Regions from separate parts of the Danio rerio genome. Here region 2 is linked to region 1. Evidence: chromatin contacts called from public Micro-C data. All regions are on one chromosome and are shown on one strand. Each heading gives the region's core, a stretch centred on a gene start, on an enhancer-like site or on the middle of the called end of the contact. The rest is flanking DNA. Distances are from core to core; before and after follow the strand shown. Region 1 holds the start of gnl1 (guanine nucleotide binding protein-like 1). Region 2 holds the start of cops7a (COP9 constitutive photomorphogenic homolog subunit 7A).

Region 1 (3,476 bases), core at 350-2,849:
TATGAATCACCACGATTTGAGCGAAAATTCAATGTTGCTTTAAATCATTTTAAGTAACACATGCAGTATCATTTTTTAAATTTTATACTGAAAATATTACAGTAAAAACATAATCCCATTTATAACACAATGGAGTTCAATGCAGAATACAGTAGTCAAGCTGCTCCTGCCTTCAGCTTCATTTGCTCGCAGATGACTTGTGCATTGACCTATATCTGTCAAGTGACAGCATTTACATTTTAAACGTCTGACTTATTTACACCATTTAATTGTATCACTTTATTTCAAGTGGATCGTCAAAATGATGATATCTGTCAAAGGCTTTCTCCCACTCTATTCAGATGGGATGGTGGGATAATCAAAGGATACCATGGGCCAACTTTGGCCCGCGGGTTCTACTTCGGGCATCTCTGCTATTGACAATTTTGAATGTGCAGCAATATTATGTGCAAATTGCAATGTAAACTAAATATGTGTGTTACATAGATAAGTGAATATGTGTAATACATAAATATGTGTAGTACATAAATAGTGTTATTGTACTTATTCTACAATCCCTAAACTAGCAGCTTATGAATAATAAAATGAGAGTAAGCTGTGACAGGTAATTGCAAAATTACTGACATAAAGAATTCAAAAGAATGTCTAAAAAGAACCACGAAAATAAAGTATCACTCTCATTTGTTTGTATTAAGACCTTAATACTCTTTCTGTGGAAAATAACCCACGCTGCTTCTGCTGTAATAATCATGTAATACTCTGATGAATTACAATTATTATGCCAATAAAATTAGATTGATGACGACACATAATAATCACTTTAAAGCCACATCACTGCTTCATCAGCAGCAGTTATTTTAAGTAGTTTTTCTGTGTACTAGAGCCGAATACTTAGGCAGTTAATTCAGCCTGCTTTAGCATGTATTGATCGCTTTGTTATTGTGTTACGTAACTTCACGCTGAGTCTGCGCACTTACATACCGCATAACACAAGCGCTAACAACAGCAAAACACAAGCCGCTCAAAATGCGGTGAATAATCATCATCATCATCAGGCCTTTCAGCGTCATTTCGCAGTTGACAGATAAAAACGGAAATCTGGTCCATGAAGACAAATAACCGTTGGGGCGCGTGACACTCGAGTTGTCACGAGCAGTTGTTTATACTGTACACGACCTCCATAATAAGCGCAATGTGATGGATTTATGCTGTTTTATTAATTAAATTCAGCGTCTTCTTTCGTTTCCTAGTCAGACATAAATTTGACAGCAGTATGGTGTCAAGTTTGGTCACAAGCATCCACAAAAACTTAGCAAGCAAAGTATTTAGAGCAGCGTAGTTGATCGGCGACTGATCTAACATGGAGGGACATGGTCACATTACTGCACACTGAAATATAAATCATAAAACAAAAAATCACGTGGCTGGCGTAGAGGGTCTGCGAGCGCGCTAACTCGGCTAAGCTAGTTACCCACCTCTCTTTCTCTCGCGTTTCACCTGGAGCTGCTTCTTTTTCTGTTTGTTACTGAAAGGCTTTCTGCGCGGCATGGTCGCATTAATCAAAAAAGAAGGACGAAATAAGGCGCGAGGACGTATCCTCTGTTGTTCGCTCAATATTTACATTCGTGAAGTTTCTCCGCTACTCGCGTGGACTTTTCCGTGACCCCGCCCACTGATGGGGTGGACGCTACCATCATGAACTTCACACATTCAACACTAGGCGTCACAAATACATCTCACTTTGACTTTCCCATTGCTTTATGATGTTCTTGTGCCTTTGTTGACTTTATGCGACGATTTTTCACAAAAGTAAACAAACCAAGTAGTAATTTTGACCCCTATATTTTTGAGTAGTAGTGTGGCACAGACAGTCTACCAAAGATTTGAAACTGAATGCTGGAATTGGTATCAGTCAGCGTTTGTGAAAGCTTTTTTTATAAAGTAATGCATTACAATGTTAAGTTACTTTCTCAGAAAGTAACTGGTTACGTTACATAGTTACCTTGTATGGTAAGTAATGTTACATTACTTTTGAGTTACATTTCTTACCTGAGACTTGATCTCTTATTCTCTATTAGAATTTGCATTTTATTTTTAACAGAGGAGCTTTACAGTTAGGAAAAAGCACTGTATAGAATTCATTTACCTTTAAAATAAACACATAAAAAATCCTAATTTAGGAAAACATTATCTTCTGGGAGCTTTGAAAGTTTAAAGCAATTTGTTAACTAGAATAGCTACTTGGTACTTTTTGTCATATTAGTGAACAAAAATCACTTTGTATTAAGACAATCCCCTTTTCTTCTATGTGTTCAAAATAATGAGAATAGTGTAGAAGATACACCATCTAAATGCACTAGCGCGCATCGTCAGTAATGTATCCTGGCCCTGGGGTCACCGGGTGTTTCGGTCTTCAACTATCGACATACTCACCCAGGTGACCCAGATAAGGTTGATCAGACCCCAGCTTGCGTCCCAGTAGCCATCACCCACAGATCAGCCCTCATTATCAATTGCCGTCTTGTGGCTTTCTCTGCAGCTTCTCAAACAGACTTAAAAGGAACCTGTGGTAAAAAAAATCTACTTTTCAAGCTGTTTGGACAGACAGATGTGTAAGTATAGTGTATAGACCATAATGTTGGGGTGATATAAACACACCCAGTCCTTTTTTTTTTCAATTTAACAACATAAAAACGGTGGACCAATTGGATCAGTTTTCAGAGTGATCGCAACTTGACGTAGGAGTGTGGTCCCCCCGCCCACCTATATTGATTTACAGGCCCATTGATGGACGTCACCATATGCTCAGTTTGTTGATTTACGTCCGCCATTTTCAGTGTGAGTCAAAGCGATATCACTAAAGGAACATCCTTGCTCTATTTTTAGATGTAAGGCTCATTGGGCTCAACACAAGATTAACATTCACCACATGATTGCTGTAATCGGAATTATTGGTTGTATCTTTAGGTAGGCTTGTAAACATGTGTGCTTTTCATTGCGTCTACCTTAAAATTCAGCCGTTTGCATTTCTCGAGGTCACAGAAGCTCCCTGTGATCTTAACTAGGTGTCTGCCTGTCTGTTGAAAACACAGAGCGGGTGAGTTCTTGGCTCCGCCCCCTTGTTACGTTGGGTGGGAAGCCGAAACTAATTTTCATATGAAGCAATACGCCTCTAAGACAGCAAACTGTGTAAACGCCCCCAACATGACACTTTTGAACACACTATAATAAAAAAATCTGAACTGTGTTGAACTGAGCCTAAACTGGCACACTCAAGAGAACCATAATACTAATATTTAATCATAAAAAAGGGGTAAACTATGAGCCCTTTAATGGCCCTCTTCTTAGCTGCTACTGCTAGGTCTAGTTGGTTGAAGACTTTATAGAACAGGGATTCTCAACCTTTTTCACTTTGGGGACCACCTCCTTCGAAAAATTTTTGAATTTTTTTTAATGCGGTCAATGCACTGGTCTGT
Region 2 (3,476 bases), core at 429-2,928, 110 kb after region 1:
TATAGGGAGCATGTCACAAGTTGTCACTGAATGAATGTGCAAATATAATATCAACTTTACCTCAAAAAAAGGACCTGCAAAGTTTAAGGAAATGCAGATTCCATAAACAGAGAGGAGGGATTAAATGCAAGATTTGTTCTTGTTAAATCTGTACCAGCAACCCTCAATAACTCATGTACAATAAACCCGTTTCATAGGGCTTGTTAAATTGCTGTTGATCCACGGCAATATGCTTTCCATGACACTTTGATGCAGGGATTTAATAAGACAGGTGGCTCAGGGTAAAAATAACAACATTATCAGGGTAAAGTTATGCATGATGCACTTTAATTATGATTAAAACAAGGCTGCCAGTTGGACTGATCACAGCTCAGGGACGGCCAAGAAAACATTTTAAAGAGATAAAACAGGAAAGCAATTACATACACCAGAAAGACAATATTTATGAGACTGCAAATGGTACATAACACATCACACGTCACATACAACATTTCAGAAAACAATGTTTATCACATAGGAAAAGTGTGATTTGTGTTCACTAATAATAAATGTTAGTTTTATATTCGCACATTTGTTTAGTGACAACTTGTGACATGTAGGCATAGGATGATAACCCCCGCTTTCAAGGTATACAGCAGTTTGGAAAAGTAAAAAATTTCTGCTATATATTCCTACAGTGTATGTGTGTGTGTGTTTGTTTTACTTATGTTTGTTTGTTTTCAGAACAACAGTACCTCTAGCAGAAATGATATCCAATGATGCCGTTTCAAATGGTAAAGAAATCTGTTTTTGAAACTAATGAAGACAGCAGAAATCAATGATTTATTTAATTTATTTATCTGAAATGTTTACTGCTCCAAAATATTTAAAAAGTTTCTAAAAATTTAATTTATTGTGTTCAAAGGGGAAAAGTTTTCACTTTTAACCCAGACATTTAAAAAGAATACATTTTAGAGTAGTTATCACAATACCGTGAAACCGTGATATTTTTATCCAAGGCTAACAGTTACCATGTCGTCAGAATCTTATACCAGCCCATGCCTAGTGAAACATGCTCCCTAAATTGTTTACCATGGTACTCTGAATATTCCGTCTGAAAACATATGTAAGTATTCAAGACTTACTATTTATTTACGCACTATTTATTTGACTGAATGTTGTCATTGGCTGCTAATTTATTTTATGATTGAGTATTAGCACATAATACTTTTCTGAAATTAATTTATTAAGGACAAATTCCGAATGTGTACATAAAACCAACTTTACCTCTAAAGCTACCACTAACGTTAACGTTACTGTAGTACGTAAAACAACAACCTAGCCGTTTATTTGCTTATTTGAATTGATTTTAAATGATTTGTTGTGTTGTTTAAAGCTCATTAACATCAGTTAGAGAATAAACATGAACTCGTGCTCACACTTCAGCACCACACCGGTATAAAGAACATCAACACAGAACAAGCTAACCAAGGCCTTGTCGTTGTTAAACTGTGGTATTACGTAAACACGCAATGTTATACACGTTACAACATAAACTGAAATGCGCAGAACTAACGTGTAATTAATTTCGCGAGCTGAAACGTGCAGAAAAGCAGATATATTTACCTTATTTACAAAGACTGAGGATGTTTGTGTCAACTGTCGTGCCAATGCTACTTCCGTTGGCAAGCGTGCTACGACATAATAACGTGCTCTCTGATTGGTGGAGAGGCAGACGGGAGGGCGTGACCAGAAAGAGATATTATGAAAGTGAACGGATACACGTCGCCATCGTGTGGTCAAGAGAATTAAGACTAGTTGGTAAATCTCAAAATGTCTACATAAATAAGTGGATAGTTCAACCAACTTACTCAACATTTACTCTCCCTGAAGTGACTCCCATCTGTGAGTTTATTTTTCTGTTGACCACAAAGGAAGCCATTTTGAAGAATGTAACCACTGACCCCTTGAAAAAACAAATACAATCAATTTCTAAATAACCTTTTTTGTGTGCTCGACAGAATAAAGAAACTTAAACAGGTTTTTGTTTTGCTTTGTGAACTATGCCTATAATGATGTTTTTTTTAACATTTACAAATCCAATATAATGATTTTAGATGCTCAAAATTATGCATTATGTTCAATCAGAGATAAGCTCAACTTATGTTTGAGACACGTTAACAAACATTAAATTATTCTTTGTGTAAATTCTCTTAGTTCATCACCCAAAAATCACCCCAAATTTGTGCCATCATTAAACCATCCATCACTTGCTCCAAACTGGCTTGAGTTTCCTTCGTCTGTTGAACACAAAAGAAGAAAGCTGAAACCATTGACTTTCACAGCATTTGTTTTTTTTTTTACATGGAAATTATTGGTTGCAGATTTTCAGCTTTCTTCAAATTATCTTCGTTTGTGTTCAACAAAAGAAAGAAACCCAACATTTATCCACTTGAGGATGAGGAAAAAATGATAAAATGTCATTTTGTGGTGTGAACTATCACTTTAAGTGTGTCGACATTTGATTGATCACTAGCTTATATAGAGGCCAGAAGTGATGTCCAGCCTATGACAAAATAGTATTTGCCCTTTTTAATTGGGTTAAACAATTAAATATTGAACCATATATGTATGCTGATGTATGCTTTACTTGAGTAGAAGTTGTTTTGAGGTTTGTTTTTCTGAGCATTTGTTGTTGTTTTTTGTAAATTAAAACTAAAACTATATTTATGTGATTAGCTGCAATTTGCCTTTTCTTTTGCCATGATGACATGTTCCCCATATTTTGGTTTATTTATTACAAATGAATGAGGGTAATTCCTCGTTCTCAATGTCTATTGGACATTATAACATGATGAAACATTAATAATAATAATAATAATAATAACAATAATAATATATGTATACATTTATGCAAAACTTTAAAAAACTTATTTGTATAAGTTTACAATATTTGAGATGTAAAACCTGTGGACGTTAATGTTAAATCTTGAGTAATATAAATTTAAGCAATGAAAAGGAGCACCAAAAAATAAGCAATTATGCCAAAGCAACTATGAGAAGGAGGATTACTGAAACTACATTGATTCTTCATTTATATATACAGATTTTTTTTCTTTTTCAAATATTTCCCAAATAATGTTTAACTGAGCAAGGAAATTTTCACAGTAAGTGTAATGATATTTTTTACTGGAGAAAGTCATATTTGTTTTATTTCAAATAGAATAAAAGCAGTTTTTAATTTCTTAAAAACATTTTAAGGTCAAAATCATTAGCTCCTTTAAGCTATATATTTTTAAGTAGTCTACAGAACAAACCATCATTATACAATAACTTGCCTAATTACCCTAACCTGCCTAGTTACCCTAATTTACCTAGTGAAGTCTTTAAATGTCACTTTAAGCTGTATAAAAGTCTTAAAAAGTATCTAGTCTAATAATATGTTCTGTCATCATGGCAAAGATAAAAACAAATCAGTTATTAGAAATGAGTTAATA

The links. A called contact is a pair of places that touch in the nucleus more often than the background predicts.
Region 2: a contact with region 1 is called in a Micro-C map of caudal fin, with 7 times the contacts expected there. The contact joins the promoter of cops7a here to the promoter of gnl1 in region 1. A contact is called at or near these places in 2 of 18 Hi-C or Micro-C datasets (caudal fin and embryo) and 2 of 4 datasets of contacts at active chromatin or transcription factors (embryo and gastrula embryo).

The regions. Positions count from the first base shown.
Region 1 is chr16:23,021,949-23,025,424 of GRCz12tu, forward strand. It overlaps gnl1 (guanine nucleotide binding protein-like 1), which reads right to left and starts at 1,600. Exons shown (of 12, transcript NM_001077253.1): 1 at 1,476-1,600. The coding sequence starts at 1,548. All of the region lies in intron 1 of LOC137487900 (a long non-coding RNA gene), which reads left to right.
Region 2 is chr16:23,133,183-23,136,658 of GRCz12tu, forward strand. It overlaps cops7a (COP9 constitutive photomorphogenic homolog subunit 7A), which reads right to left and starts at 1,679. Exons shown (of 8, transcript NM_001305596.1): 1 at 1,606-1,679. All of the region lies in intron 1 of LOC137487900 (a long non-coding RNA gene), which reads left to right. It also overlaps a transcript of si:ch211-154o6.4 not described here.